Linked DNA regions of Rattus norvegicus: region 1 is linked to region 2. Evidence: chromatin contacts called from public Hi-C data. All regions are on one chromosome and are shown on one strand. Each heading gives the region's core, a stretch centred on a gene start, on an enhancer-like site or on the middle of the called end of the contact. The rest is flanking DNA. Distances are from core to core; before and after follow the strand shown. Region 1 has its middle 72 kb from the start of Hey1. Region 2 holds the start of Hey1 (hes-related family bHLH transcription factor with YRPW motif 1).

Region 1 (3,566 bases), core at 733-3,232, 72 kb before region 2:
AAAATATAATAAATAACTCGGAGGACTTTCTTCTCTGGCTTCATGGTTAAAGCCCTCCCAATGGTAGGCTAAATCTAAGCCAATCAAAGGTGGGCGTTAGAGGATACAAGCAACTGCGGGAGTTGTACAGCCAGAAAGCAATCAATGCAAGTTACACAGAGCCCGGAATGAGTAAACCCGGGGGAAGTTTCCAGAGCCTGGAGAATTTCACGGCAACCACTTGAGCTCAGTAACTAGCGGTTACGACTCACTGAAGCCCTCATCACCCACGGTTACGACTCACTGAAGCCCTCATCACCCACGGTTCCTCGCAGCGCTCACACAGCCTGAAGGAGCTGCCACCCTAGCCTTCTGTTCTCGACTCTTCCGTACGCAAAACCATAGCCGCTGTCCCCCTCCATCCTTCTGCCTTCAGCCGTTCCCATAACTATCTCTGTCCCGTTTTTGTTCTTTGTGGCTCGTATTTTCATGTGTGTAGAGATGACTCTCTGCTGCGCCCTGTGCATGAGTGCGTAGAAGTGACCTTTAGCTTGGACACTAGTCTGATCCCTTCTGAAAACAGAACTCTAAGAAGCAAATGTCACCACTTCCTTCTCTAACAGTGGTTGCCACTGACCCACAGAGAGGAAAACTGTGGCATCCAGACCTTCCAAAGATCTGTACTGTCTGCCCCGAAGCACCTGCACAGACATCCTGAGCTTCTCTCCCCAATGCTGCTGATGGCAGTGGTCATAGCTCTCCAGAGCCAGGCCCTTCCCAGCTGTGTGTGCCTCGCTTTCCTGGCTTGAGGACGCATCCACACCATCTATACTAACTGCTTTTCAGATTCCCCCGTTGGGAGCCTGGGTAGAACTCCATCCACTGGGCTTCTCAGAACCGGCAGCTGTCTTCTCTACCTAGGATCCTTTGCAGGTCACTGTCCACAGCTATCACACTGAAACTGAAATCACCAACTTATTCCATGAACCTTACTGAGGGACGTAAGTGCCAAGTGCTTGGGCAGGTACTTGATGCACAACAGAAACTACAGGGAAATGAGCTTTGTCTCCTCCCACTTCGCTCTCTGTAAGTCTAACCTATGAGGGAAAATTGACAGTAAACAATGAGACTGAATATGACGGTTCATATTCAATTAAGTGATGAAAGTCAGCCAGTTAGGAAAATGGAGAAAGAGCAACTCTGACAGAGTGCCGTGCACACAGTAGGAACTCACTGAATTTCCTTAACCGCGGGACAGAACGAACAGAGTCTCAGAAGAAAGGTGACTAGACAAGAGGCACGCACGACGGTGTGAAATATCACTGTGAGGAGAGGAGAGCATTGGGAAGACATTACAAAAGAGATAGGGAGAGACTGGTCTGTCCCAGTTTCCTTTCAGGACAAAATGCGAGATCCCTCTGAGCCACCAGGGGGCAGTGTTTGATCACAAGTGATGAGAACTCCCCTGACCCAGGTAACAACACTGCACTGAATCTTCCCGGACAGTACTTCTAGGAAATAGAGTATATAACACATAAATATAAGCAAAGTGCTGTTCACTCCCTCCACATCACTAGTAAACACACAATCCTCAGAGATGATACATCTTATGGTGGGGTTAAATCTACTCAGGCGAGATGCATTCAGACTCAATTCTGCAATTAGCCTTATCTGCCGGACCAAATCCTCGCTTCCTGGTCAATTATCATTTCCATCGCTCAGCTATAGGTCCCAGCAGGTATTCATAATAGGTGCAAAGGAGTTTTCCGTTTCCTCTTCGGTGTTTATGCTGTTTGAGCACTTCCGCGCTCTGCTTCCTTCCTGTTGAATAGCTTTATTTAGCTTCATCTTGGGTTATTCAAACAGAGGAGAGGCAATTACAGGGTTTTTGTTTTTTTTTTGTTTTTTTTTTTTTTTTGCTTGGCAGTGAGGAAGACAGAGTTGCTCGCTGCTGGCTGGCAGAGTGGAAGGAGTCCTTGCTGCTCACTGCTAGTGAGGGAGCAGGCCCTGGCACAGTGCCATTTCTTGGCAAAACTCAGTGACCAAGTGCTTGCTGGAGGTGTCATTCATGATATCTAAGGATGTGATTCCTGACAGAACTAGAGGCCCTGGTCAGCACAAAGAGGGCGTCCCACAGACAAAGTGATACCCCTACCCAGACAATCTTGTAGGAGGGACCAGACGCTGTTTCAGGAAGTAAAATGCCTTAAAAGTTGGAAGGAAATGACCAAGCTGTGCTTCCTGGTTATTCAATCAACAGCTATTCACTGAACAGCATGCGTAAGACAGTGCTAGAGAGCAGTGTAATAGTAAGGCATTTTAAGGTCTTACCAGGGCCACATGGTAAGACCGACTCCTCTAAAAATAGATATTAATTTTCTCAGCTACTACCAATAGGCCACTTATAATAAATGACAGAGATATGAATAAGCCATAAGGCCTGGTGGACCTTTGAATAAATCATTTATTTGTAATGGTGTGTGTGTGTGTGTGTGTGTGTGTGTATGTGTGTGTGTGTGTGTATGTGTGTGTGTGTGTGTGCGTGTATGTGTGTGTGTGTGTGCGTGTATGTGTGTGTGTGTGTATGTGTGTGTATGTGTGTGTGTGTGTATGTGTGTGTATGTGTGTGTGTGTATGTGTGTGTGTGTATGTGTGTGTGTGTATGTGTGTGTGTGTGTATGTGTGTGTGTGTGTGTGTGTGTGTGTGTGTGTGTGTGTGTTTTACTACATTGAAGATGGAACTATTTGTTTGGAGATAGTTGAGGAAAGTAGCTAGAAGATGAATAGATAACGAAAGATAATCGATGGGTAGTTAGAATTCTCTGGAGGAACAGAACTCTTCCCAATAAAGAATACTTGCTAGAACATCTTGCAAAGATTGCCCACAATGGCTGTTTGAGCCTGGGAGCCTCTAGTTGCTCAGACCTTGAAGCTGAATGGCATTTTCAATCTGGCAATAACACCTAAAGGATTCCCAGAACATCGCTGGGCTTCAGCTGGGTTCTGATGTCAGCAGGAGGGGTGGCTGTGGCAGCCAGGATGCTCCCCCGGGGAGGCACAAGGCAGTCAACAGAACAAGAGCGGCACAGCTTCCCACAGACCTGTCTGCACCCACAGACCTGTCTGTCTGCACCCCACAGACCTGTCTGCACCCCCAGACCTGTCTGCACCCCCCAGACCTGTCTGCACCCCCAGACCTGTCTGCACCCCACAGACCTGTCTGCACCCCCAGACCTGTCTGCACCCCCAGACCTGTTTATACTTGGGAGCCTGCAAGAATACACTGCCCACTCTGGCAAACGGTTCTCGCCCTTAGTGACTCCTCCCTGTAAGTAACCTTGTCTGCCCATCCAGGGGAGTCTCTTAGCTGAGTCCTGAACCTGTTGAACTGAGAATTAAGATTAACCAAAATTCATTCCTAGACCACATGCACACACATGCACACACATGCACACACACGCACACGCGCACACACGTAAGGATGCTAGGGAGATATTAGAGTCTGCAATGTGACTGTAATAATGATAGAGAGGTAGCGGAGCCTCTAATGTGAGACACTGATCTGATAGGGAAAGGTTCAATGAAAG
Region 2 (3,286 bases), core at 205-2,704:
TTGGCAGTTCGTTTTCTAAATCCTCTATATGAGGCTATCTAGTTGTTGTTTTTAACAAGCCATTTCCCAAGGTTTTCTTAAATAGTAACAGACAAATGTGACTGACTTGACCTAAATCAGGGCTGTCACAACTGGAGGAGCTCCTGGAGAAGGCACTTGCTGAAAGGTGCATTAGCTCATTGAGAGAGGACTAGGGTGATGTATTCGCTGTTCAAGAACCCATGTGCTGTGGAAGGTGCACTGGTTGGCAATCACATACAGCTCTCTCCCCACCCCCAAAGCAAAAGCAGGCAGGGACTGCACCAATCCCAGACTGCGCTTGCTGCTCCCTCCACGCGCAGAGCCAGCTGAGCTGGAGAGGAATACCTTTCCCTCCTGCAGTGTGCAGCATTTTCAGGTGATCCACAGTCATCTGCAAGATCTCAGCTTTTTCTAGCTTCGCAGATCCCTAAGAAGATGACAAGAGGCTTATTCGACACAAGTGCTTTTGGAGAACTTAAAATATGCACACGAACATGCATACATGTAAAATACAAACGTAAACAAAAGCAAAACGAGATGTATCCACAAAAATCTGTTGGAATTTGTGTAAGGACGTTCAACGACCTGGCACAAATGGAGGTTAGAAGCATGGAGGAGAGGAAATCAGAAGGTGCTGAAGGCTACACTAGGCGCTCTCATACTTCCTCCATTACCTGCTTCTCAAAAGCACTGGGTACCAGCCTTCTCAGCTCAGACAAACTGTTATTGATTCGGTCTCGTCGGCGCTTCTCGATGATCTATGGGAAGCAGACAAAAACAAAGGAAGGCATTTCCATTATGACTGTACATTCCAATGAGGAGCAATGTGGTTCTTTCCGTTAGTTAATATAACAATGTGCATATGTGTTTAAATTGGGGGGGGGGGGAGATACTCACGCCTCTCCGTCTTTTCCGGGCCAAAACCTGGGACGATGTGGTTGGGGACATGGAACCCAGCGCCGAACTCAAGTTTCTGTAAGATGGGAAGCAATTGCCTTGAGAAAGGATGAGGAGTCAGAGCCTTCCTACACTCAGATTTCTTTGGCAACTTGAGCTGGATAGAGCGGAGAGGATCGCTCACAGCCAGAAGCGGCCGGCCCACGACTCCCGGCAATGGGGACCCAGCACCAGCGCACCCCATCCTCTCCTCCGGCTCCGGATCGGCCGGACGCCGCTAACTCACCCATTCTCGTCTGCGCTCTCCTTCTCCACCTCGATGGTCTCGTCCAGCTCACTATCAGAGGAGCTGTAGTCCGGGTGAGCTCTCTTCATGGTGGCGGAGCGCGGGCTCCCAGGAGGGTCGCGCGGCGGGCAGGGAGGAGTTAACTGCGCGGCCGCTCGGCGCTCGGCTGCAGGCGGTGCGTGCACACTGATCCCACTCACGCTCAGCCTCTGGTTAAAACTCAACCATCCCTTTCCCACGCTGCGCCCCTTCCCAGGGATAGGGGGAGGGCGGAGGAGGCGGGGAGGTTGGGGCAGGGGCGGGGCCGCGGCTCCCGGGCAACCGCGGGCTCCCGCCAATCGGCGCCTCGCTACGCGGATTGGCAGCCGCAGTGGGGCGGGACGAGCAGACCAGGCCCGCTGCGCCCCGCCCCTGGAGCCCGCCCCTGCCCGGCGGCAGTGCGTCGGCTCTGCGGGAGCTCGGCTGGGGGCCGCGGGCGGCGGTGGGCCGGCGGCGGGCAGGAATGGAGGGCCGGCCGGGGACACCAGCCCGGCAATAGCCACCGACCCGCCCCACCCGGCGCGCCCCGATTGGCCTGGCCGTGTGCCAGGGCCGCGCCTGCAGCGCCGCCGGTGAGCCGCACGCGCCGCGGGCCGTGGGAAAGTGCCGGCGCCCCGGCCGCCAGCCAATCCGGACGGACGGCGACGGCGGCCGCGCTGGCGGCGGCGGCGGCAGCTCTGGGCGTCCGCATGAATGGAGAAGAATAGCCTGGCGGGGGAGCGGGGCTGCGCGAGGGCGCGCCTGCCGGGCTCCTGGTGTGAACCTGTAATCGGAGTCCGGGCGCCGGCGGGCCCCGGAAGCCCCTGCCCGCGTCCGGCTCTCGGCACTGCTGTCGGTGCCCAGCGGCGGGAGGCGCGCACAGTTGGCGGATCCTGCAGGAACAGTCGCCCGAGGCGCCGCTCGTTTGGGTGGTGGCCACCAGCTCTGGGAGCAGAGCCTGGGGCGCCGATCAAGGGATGCTGCCTTTTGGGCTCTGGGAGCCCGTGACAATCCTTCAGGGCTTCTCAACTCCGGGACGCATCTCATTCCCGGGAAAGTGGACCGCTTGTTTTCTGGGTTAGCTTGAGGGAGGGCTAGCTGTCCCCGGAGACATTCATTATGTTGGGATTTTTGCTGTTGTTTTGTTTTGTTTTTGCCCTCCCTTCCCCCTAGAGTTGGCGGCCAGATCCTCTCAGCAGGCGACAGGGTGGCGGCCTGAGTGTTTGCTTCTGAGTCTGACTTCGCTGCGGGGATGCACGTTTCTGGCCGGCACCGCGCAAACACACATCATCCCTTTGGTCTCATTTGGGGCAGGCATTTGGGGTGCTATATGAGGTTCTGCACACCGTTCTCCCCGCTTCCCCACCAGGAAGGCCGACTTTTAAAAATAGTTTGGTTCCCGAGTCCAGAGTTCATAGAAGTAGACGTCCTAGAGAAAACCCAGTCTATCCCGCTCAAAGGTAGTGAGTGCACTTTGGGATCCACTCTTGGAGCCTGCAATCCTGTCTGTGAAACAAAACTTCATAAACGTTGAGAAGAGTAAAGCAAACTCATCGCCTTTGCAAGCAATTCTGTTTCTAGACCTCAAGAGTTCCATGAGTGCAGACTAAAGCCAACCCCTAGGTCCAGTCCTCCATCTGCACACACTTTAGACCACCTCCTGCGTCCTTTGAAAGTTCTTACTGCACTTCACCCTAAGGTCCAGCTAGCTCCTCAGCCCTCCCGGGCTCCTCTGAAAAGGGGAGGTCGCTCCATCTTGTCTTTGTTCTTCCTAGTGCTCATATCCCACCACATAACGCTTAGGGGTGGTCAATCCAAGGTCAGGTTCACTGCCTTCTTCCCTATCCACGTTCTCCATGTTTGCAGCTGAGCTTCTAAAGGGCTCCTGCAACAAACTGTAGCTCACCTCCAAACCTCTCTCTGCTGCCTCCACCTTCAGGGCCTCATAACACCTGCCTCTGACCGCCTGGTGATTCACAGTCTCCTTCCCATCCCTTATCTCTCCCTAAAGTGACAGAGCACCCTGCACCTGAATCAGCATGATCTCTACTGTGTAGCTCTCAA

The links. A called contact is a pair of places that touch in the nucleus more often than the background predicts.
Region 1: a Hi-C map of kidney shows a contact between it and region 2, with 6 times the contacts expected there. The contact joins the enhancer-like site here to the promoter of Hey1 in region 2. A contact is called at or near these places in 9 of 12 Hi-C or Micro-C datasets (the Rat2 cell line, Schwann cells, frontal cortex and 4 more) and 1 of 1 datasets of contacts at active chromatin or transcription factors (oligodendrocytes).

The regions. Positions count from the first base shown.
Region 1 is chr2:95,074,102-95,077,667 of GRCr8, reverse strand. No RefSeq gene overlaps it. Among named protein-coding and RNA genes, the nearest start is that of Hey1, 72 kb to the right of the region's middle. Within about 2 kb of position 1,982, at least 3 of the 93 cell types and tissues checked have an H3K27ac peak or open chromatin away from gene starts, as enhancers often do.
Region 2 is chr2:95,002,103-95,005,388 of GRCr8, reverse strand. Hey1 (hes-related family bHLH transcription factor with YRPW motif 1) reads right to left here and starts at 1,454. Exons shown (of 5, transcript NM_001191845.2): 1 at 1,205-1,454; 2 at 919-994; 3 at 696-779; 4 at 367-448. The coding sequence starts at 1,293.